Regions from separate parts of the Mus musculus genome. Here region 2 is linked to region 1. A link is a contact called in public promoter capture Hi-C data. All regions are on one chromosome and are shown on one strand. The core of a region is the stretch at or near the end of the contact, and the rest is flanking DNA. Distances in the headings are between cores, read along the strand shown. Region 1 has its middle 31 kb from the start of Gm33471. Region 2 holds the start of Fendrr (Foxf1 adjacent non-coding developmental regulatory RNA).

Evidence for each region. Promoter capture Hi-C pulls out the DNA fragments that hold promoters and counts their contacts.
Region 2: a contact with region 1 is called in a promoter capture Hi-C map of cancer-associated fibroblasts, with 5 times the contacts expected there. The contact joins the promoter of Fendrr here to the enhancer-like site in region 1. A contact is called at or near these places in 2 of 39 promoter capture datasets (cancer-associated fibroblasts and liver), 4 of 484 Hi-C or Micro-C datasets (the C2C12 cell line, Th2 cells, cochlea and 1 more), 11 of 115 datasets of contacts at active chromatin or transcription factors (astrocytes, cardiomyocytes, craniofacial prominence and 6 more) and 4 of 9 other capture datasets (adipose tissue, embryonic stem cells, liver and 1 more).

What each region holds. Positions count from the first base shown.
Region 1 is chr8:120,946,428-120,949,127 of GRCm38.p6, forward strand. No RefSeq gene overlaps it. Among named protein-coding and RNA genes, the nearest start is that of Gm33471, 31 kb to the left of the region's middle. Within about 2 kb of position 1,449, at least 47 of the 459 cell types and tissues checked have an H3K27ac peak or open chromatin away from gene starts, as enhancers often do. A contact at or near this core is called in adipose tissue, cancer-associated fibroblasts and uterus, where this site is marked.
Region 2 is chr8:121,081,669-121,084,368 of GRCm38.p6, forward strand. It overlaps Fendrr (Foxf1 adjacent non-coding developmental regulatory RNA), which reads right to left and starts at 1,442. Exons shown (of 6, transcript NR_045471.2): 1 at 1,306-1,442.

The DNA.
Region 1 (2,700 bases), core at 199-2,698:
GTGGCACCTGACCATCTGTTCATGGAAGAAGAGAAAACCCTAACTCCGTCAACACAGATGCTGAGTTAGCTCCGAGTTCCCGCCTCCATTTTCATTACCAGGAGCCAATTTCAACAGGGGCGGGGGGGGGGGGTAAATTTTCCAGGTACAGAAGTGCCTTTAAGAAAGCAAGAGGCGTAGCTGGCCATGATCCCCACCCTGTCCTTTCCTCCTGTTCATCTGCCTCCCTTCTTCCCAGATGCCTACATAAACCTCAGTGCTGTTCTTTAGAATTTCTTTCTCTGGGTGTCCAAATCTCAGGACTCTGAGGGGAAGGCCTTCTCATTAGGCAGCCGCACTATAAAATGAATTAGCCCAACAGTCAGTCCCACTGGGGACGTGCGTATTTTTAGAAGGAGGCTGTTCCCTGTGAGCTGGATGCCTGTGTTTTGGACAGGAGAGCTCTTAGTCTCACCACGGTCTGTCTTCACAATTTATGTCACCCTCCCTCTCAGGGGCACTTGAACCCTTCCAGGCATGGAAGCAACAGGCTCAGCTCGGAGATGCTTGGTACCGTAGGAAGATGGCCACAAAAGACTCTTTTTCACTTTGCTTCAGAACAAGGGGCTCAGAGTTTAACTGAGTGAAAGCTAGGAGCAAGGTTGATGTGTACCCAGAGATGCTTTCGAATGCGCATGGCCCGTGGTCCCCATCTTTGAGCTGCCAATCACGAGGGGAAGAAGGTGGGGGTGGGTTGGCTCTGCTTCCTCTGAGGCAAGCACCTTGGCTGGAAACTCTTCAGTTCCCACTCTAAATTTAAAAGCTCACGTCCCAAGACCCTTGAGTAGAGGTTACCCAAGGCCCAGTTCGGGTTCAGGCGGAAAGCAGCGACTTTATTTGGCAAGGAAACGCCTTGCAAGAGGCTTCTCTGGCCAGCAATGTGGAGGAAAGCTGTGACTCAGTGCGTTCCTCTCTGGCATTTACAGCCCTGAAAAATGATTGCAGCTTCCTCCGGGCCTCTGGAGCCAGAGCCTGAAGAAGTGACCTTTAAGACAAGTTTGTTTACCCCATGTTGGGGCGACGGCCCTCCCGTGAGCTCTGGGGCTCTTCGCCTGCTCCTCCTGATCCCAGCTGACCCTCTGCAGCCCAGCCCAAAGGGAGGAGTAGGCAGCCAGGGACTGCTCTGCCAAGGAAAGGAACTTCTCCTGGGGATGTCATGTGAGGCTGGTCTGAGGTGACACCCCTGGGAACACACCCCTCAGCCAACCTTAACCTCTGGTTCTTCAGACAAAGCCAGAAGTGCAATCATGGCTTCCCTGCCTTTTAGGGCCTCGACACAAACTCGGAACGATTTGAATCTCAGTTCCATAGAGTTTTACACTGAGTTCCAGAGAAGAGAGGGAAGAGCCTGCCGCTAAGAAGAGCACTCAGGCCCCTGAGCCAGCATCTTCCACTTGGTGTTCAACACCAAGGAAACCGGCCCAGTCCGGAAATGATTGAATTAGGCTCACTGACTTTTTTTTTCCAGAGCAGGGATAAAGCTTGAAGCCTTGGATATCACTGCTTGCTTGTTTGTTTGTTTATTATTTCTCTATTTATTTACAGACCGGGTTTTAAATAGTCCAGGTTGGCCTGCAACTCTCCGTGTCCCCAAGATGACCTTGAACTTCTGATTCTCCTGTCTCCACCTCCCAAGTGCTGGGGTGACAGTCCTGTGCCATTACACCAAGTTTAGGTGGTTCTGGGGACAGAGCCCAGGGACTGAATGGTTGCAAGGCTGTGTTCTGCTTAGTAAGCTTCAGACTTACATCTGCTAAATGGGTCAGTCCCCTCCCCGGCCCTGCTTCCTCTTGAGACATTGTTCTCCTGTAGTTACTTAGTCTCAGGGACACACACACACACACACACACACACACACCCCTCTGTAGCCATTGTTCTCCTGTAGTTACTTAGTTTCAGGGACTCACACACACACACACACACACACACACACACACACACACACACACACGCACGCACACCTCTGTAGACATTGCTCTCCTGTAGTTACTTAGTTTCAGGGACTGACACACACACACACACACACACACACACACACACACACACACACACCCCTCTGTAGACATTGCTCTCCTGTAGTTACTTAGTTTCAGGAACACACACACACACACACACACACACACACACACAATGTTGTTCCTTTGGGGGAGAGGTAGGAAAGTAGACAAAGGAAACTACAAGCGAGAGAGGTCTTGCCCTCTCGGCTGTTTCCCTCAAGCCATTCTTAATGTGCAGTGTGTGCGCGAATACACTGGTGTGTGTACACGCATGTGTATACAACGAGTGTGTGTGTACATGTGAGCAGAGCTTCTTTGATAAGGCTGAGGAGCCAGGAGTCTCACAACCTTCTCACACACAGACGACCCGCAGATCCTTTCTCGGTCGCTGTCAGTTCTTTTTAAATTAAGCCTTGTGCCAGTGGCGGCGGCGGCGGCAGCAGCGATGCCGGAGTATGCCTGTGCTTTGAGTTATTTTTCTGTTCCCCTGTGAGAAAAACTGAGTTAGAGAGTGCGAACTTCCTTTCCTGGTGGGGGGGGCAAAAGGAAAGAAGAGAAAAAAAAAAGTACCGTAGTTTCCTGAAATTAACTTTTGAAAATTAGACTTTTTTTTTTTTTTTTTTTTTTTTTTTTTTTTGTGAGCCAAGTGCCTACTTCCTGACAG
Region 2 (2,700 bases), core at 192-2,691, 140 kb after region 1:
TACCCACTTCCATCTCTCTCCTCAGTGGAAAGTGGGAATTCGGGCTGAGCCTCAGGCAACTGGGCTCCCCTGACCCTCCCCCTCACAGGCAGCCTTAGGAGGTAGGCCTGAAGACTGAAGGGCAAATGAAACTTCAGTTTCCTCCCCTGAAAAGGAAATTTCTCTACAAAATACCCTAAAGAGCCTCTGACAGCGGTCTGTGGGAGTTCGGGAAGGGGGGCAGATCTGGAGGTCACCTATGGGCACACATCCTTTAACTGGAAAAGAGCTTCACGTCCCCTCGATTTGGAGGCACCCTTGATCTGAGGTCAGAGGCAAGGCTGGACTGGGGCAGCATGCAAAATACAGCCTGTGCCGGCTCGGAAAATGGGCGCCTTCCTCAGCTCACTTCTCGCTAAAGGCCAGCTATGTAGCGCCCTTCTGAGAACTTCCCTCCCTGAGGTACAGCCCAGAGTCCTCAGGTCTGCAATTGCCAGTGTAAGAGGAAAAAAAAAAAAAACAAACCGTAAATAAAAAGAAAATAATGGAGAGGAAAAGAAAGGAGAAAGGGGGGGAGAAGAAAACTTGGGGGTGTGGGAATGTGTGGCCTGGGGTGGAAGGGTGCGCTCTGGCCTACAAGGCCCATTCTTGTGATCCTGTGGCTCTGTGTGGGCGAAGGCACAGTCCAGCAGCGTGCAGGCTACATGTGGTGCGCCCTTCCAGGGTGGGGCCCCTTAACTGTACTTAAGTCCCGTGAGAAGGCAGACGCCAGTCTGTGGATGGTGCTGAGGGGTGCTGTCTAGGCCGACTGTGTGGCGCAGAAGCCGGCTTGCTAGAGCGTCTATGTGCACGAACACATAACCACACATAAGCGTCCACCTCCCTTCTTCCTCCCTTTTAATTTAGTTGGACCACAGAGTTCTAAAGTCTGTCCTGGAGAAAGGAACGGGATGGCGACTCTCGCCTCCTGCGAACCCGGTTCTGCCAAAGGAGGCAGCTACAGAGCAACAACCTAAGTCAGTAAGCCCCCAGACCCTCGCACAGATGTGCCAGGCGCCTCGAAGACGACAAGGCGCCTACCACCAAAGCTGAAGGCGTGGGGGTGGGGAGAAGATGGGGAACCGAGAATCCAAAGAAACTTGAGGCCAGCGGGCTTTGAAGGAGACCCGCAGACATCTCTTCTTGCAACTCGCGCCAGGGCGCAGCCGCCTAGCTCCAAGGTCCCTCGCACCAACTCCTGTAAAGGTCCCCTTCGTCACCCGCCCTGCCACTAGGGCTTCCCGCGCGCGCGCGCGCGTGTCTGGGCTGCGGAAGGCCCACACTCACCTGGTTTCGAGCGCGCAAGTCCACCTGGGATCGTGAATCGTCCTGCGCCCCGCATCATCTCTCCAAGGCCGCGACCCCGCAGCCAGGGCCGCTCCCTGACGCGCTCCCCGCCTGCGCCACCCGCTTTCCGGAACCCGGCCTGGCGCGCAGCGTCGGAGGCCCCGCGGCGGCGGCAGGCCGAGCCCATAGGGGCATCAGGCCAACTCCCCCCGCGCCCGCGGGCTTCTCTACTCTTATTATTAAAGGATCCCCCGGAACGTGTTTACGTTGAGCCTTGTAAACTTCCTGCCCCGGACTTTGCCATCTCTCAGGAAATCAGAACCTGCGCTTGTAAAAGGGGACACGGGGCCGCGGGGCCAACTAAGCGGATTTCAGAGTTAAGCGTGGGGGGAGGGGGCTCCGAGGAGACTTTGCTCTGTGAATTCAGATCTGAGAGTGGCAGCTTCCCGGGGGACCCTGGGGAACGTGAGTGGGGAGCGCACTGGTGCAAGCCTGCGCGTCTAAGTTGGTGATTAGAGGATTCGCTTGGGGGCATCGTTGTGTGTGCGCTCCGGGCGCGTGTTAATGCACGCGTGTGCGCGCTTTCATGAATGAGTGCACGAAGCCGCCTGCTAGGGAACCTGTGCGGTTCGTGGCACTGCACGACCTGAAGCCACTCTCCGGGTCCCGCTTGCAGCGCTTGGAGACAAAGCGCCCGCTAAGCCGCCTGCGGTTTCGTTTTCCGCCCGCCCGCGCTCGGCTGGGGCAGTGGCTGCAGCGCGGTTGGGCGAGTCCGAGGAGCGCCGGGCGCCGGCGCAGCGCTTCCCAGGGCGGGGAGTGAGGGGAGGCGGTCCCTCTCGGGAACTTACGCCGTCCTGCCCCGGGGGCCGGGAACCCAATCGCTCTCTCTGCCCGCGCTGGTCACGACCCAAGGCCTCCGCCACCGCCGCAGCCCAGCGCGCCGGGAAGACCGGAGTCCCGGGCGCGTGTCCAGCCCGGTCATCCGGGCCTAGGAGGCGGGGACCGGCACACCGGGTCCAGGTCGGCAGAGGCGGGGCAGGCTTCGCAGTCCGGGGAGCGGGGGTGGAGGGGGGCTGGGGACGCGTGGGGAGGGACCTGGGGGGCTTGAGCCCACTGAATAGCTACGGGGGATCGGACACTGCAGGCTGCGGGGGCGCAAAGGCGTGCACCGGCGGGGGGGGGGAGTAGGCGGGGGGGGCGGTGCCGGGCCCCCTGATGCGCGTGGCCTCCCGCAGGGAGGAGGAGGAGAATAGCGCGCCTGGGGAGGGCGGGCTTGCGGGGGAGGCGCGCTCGGGAGCCGCAGTGACGGCAGAGGTGCAGCCGCCCCGCGCAGCCCCCTCCCCTCCCTCCCCTCCTGCTCCTCCTCCTCCTCCCGGCTCGGCAGCGCAGAGCAGC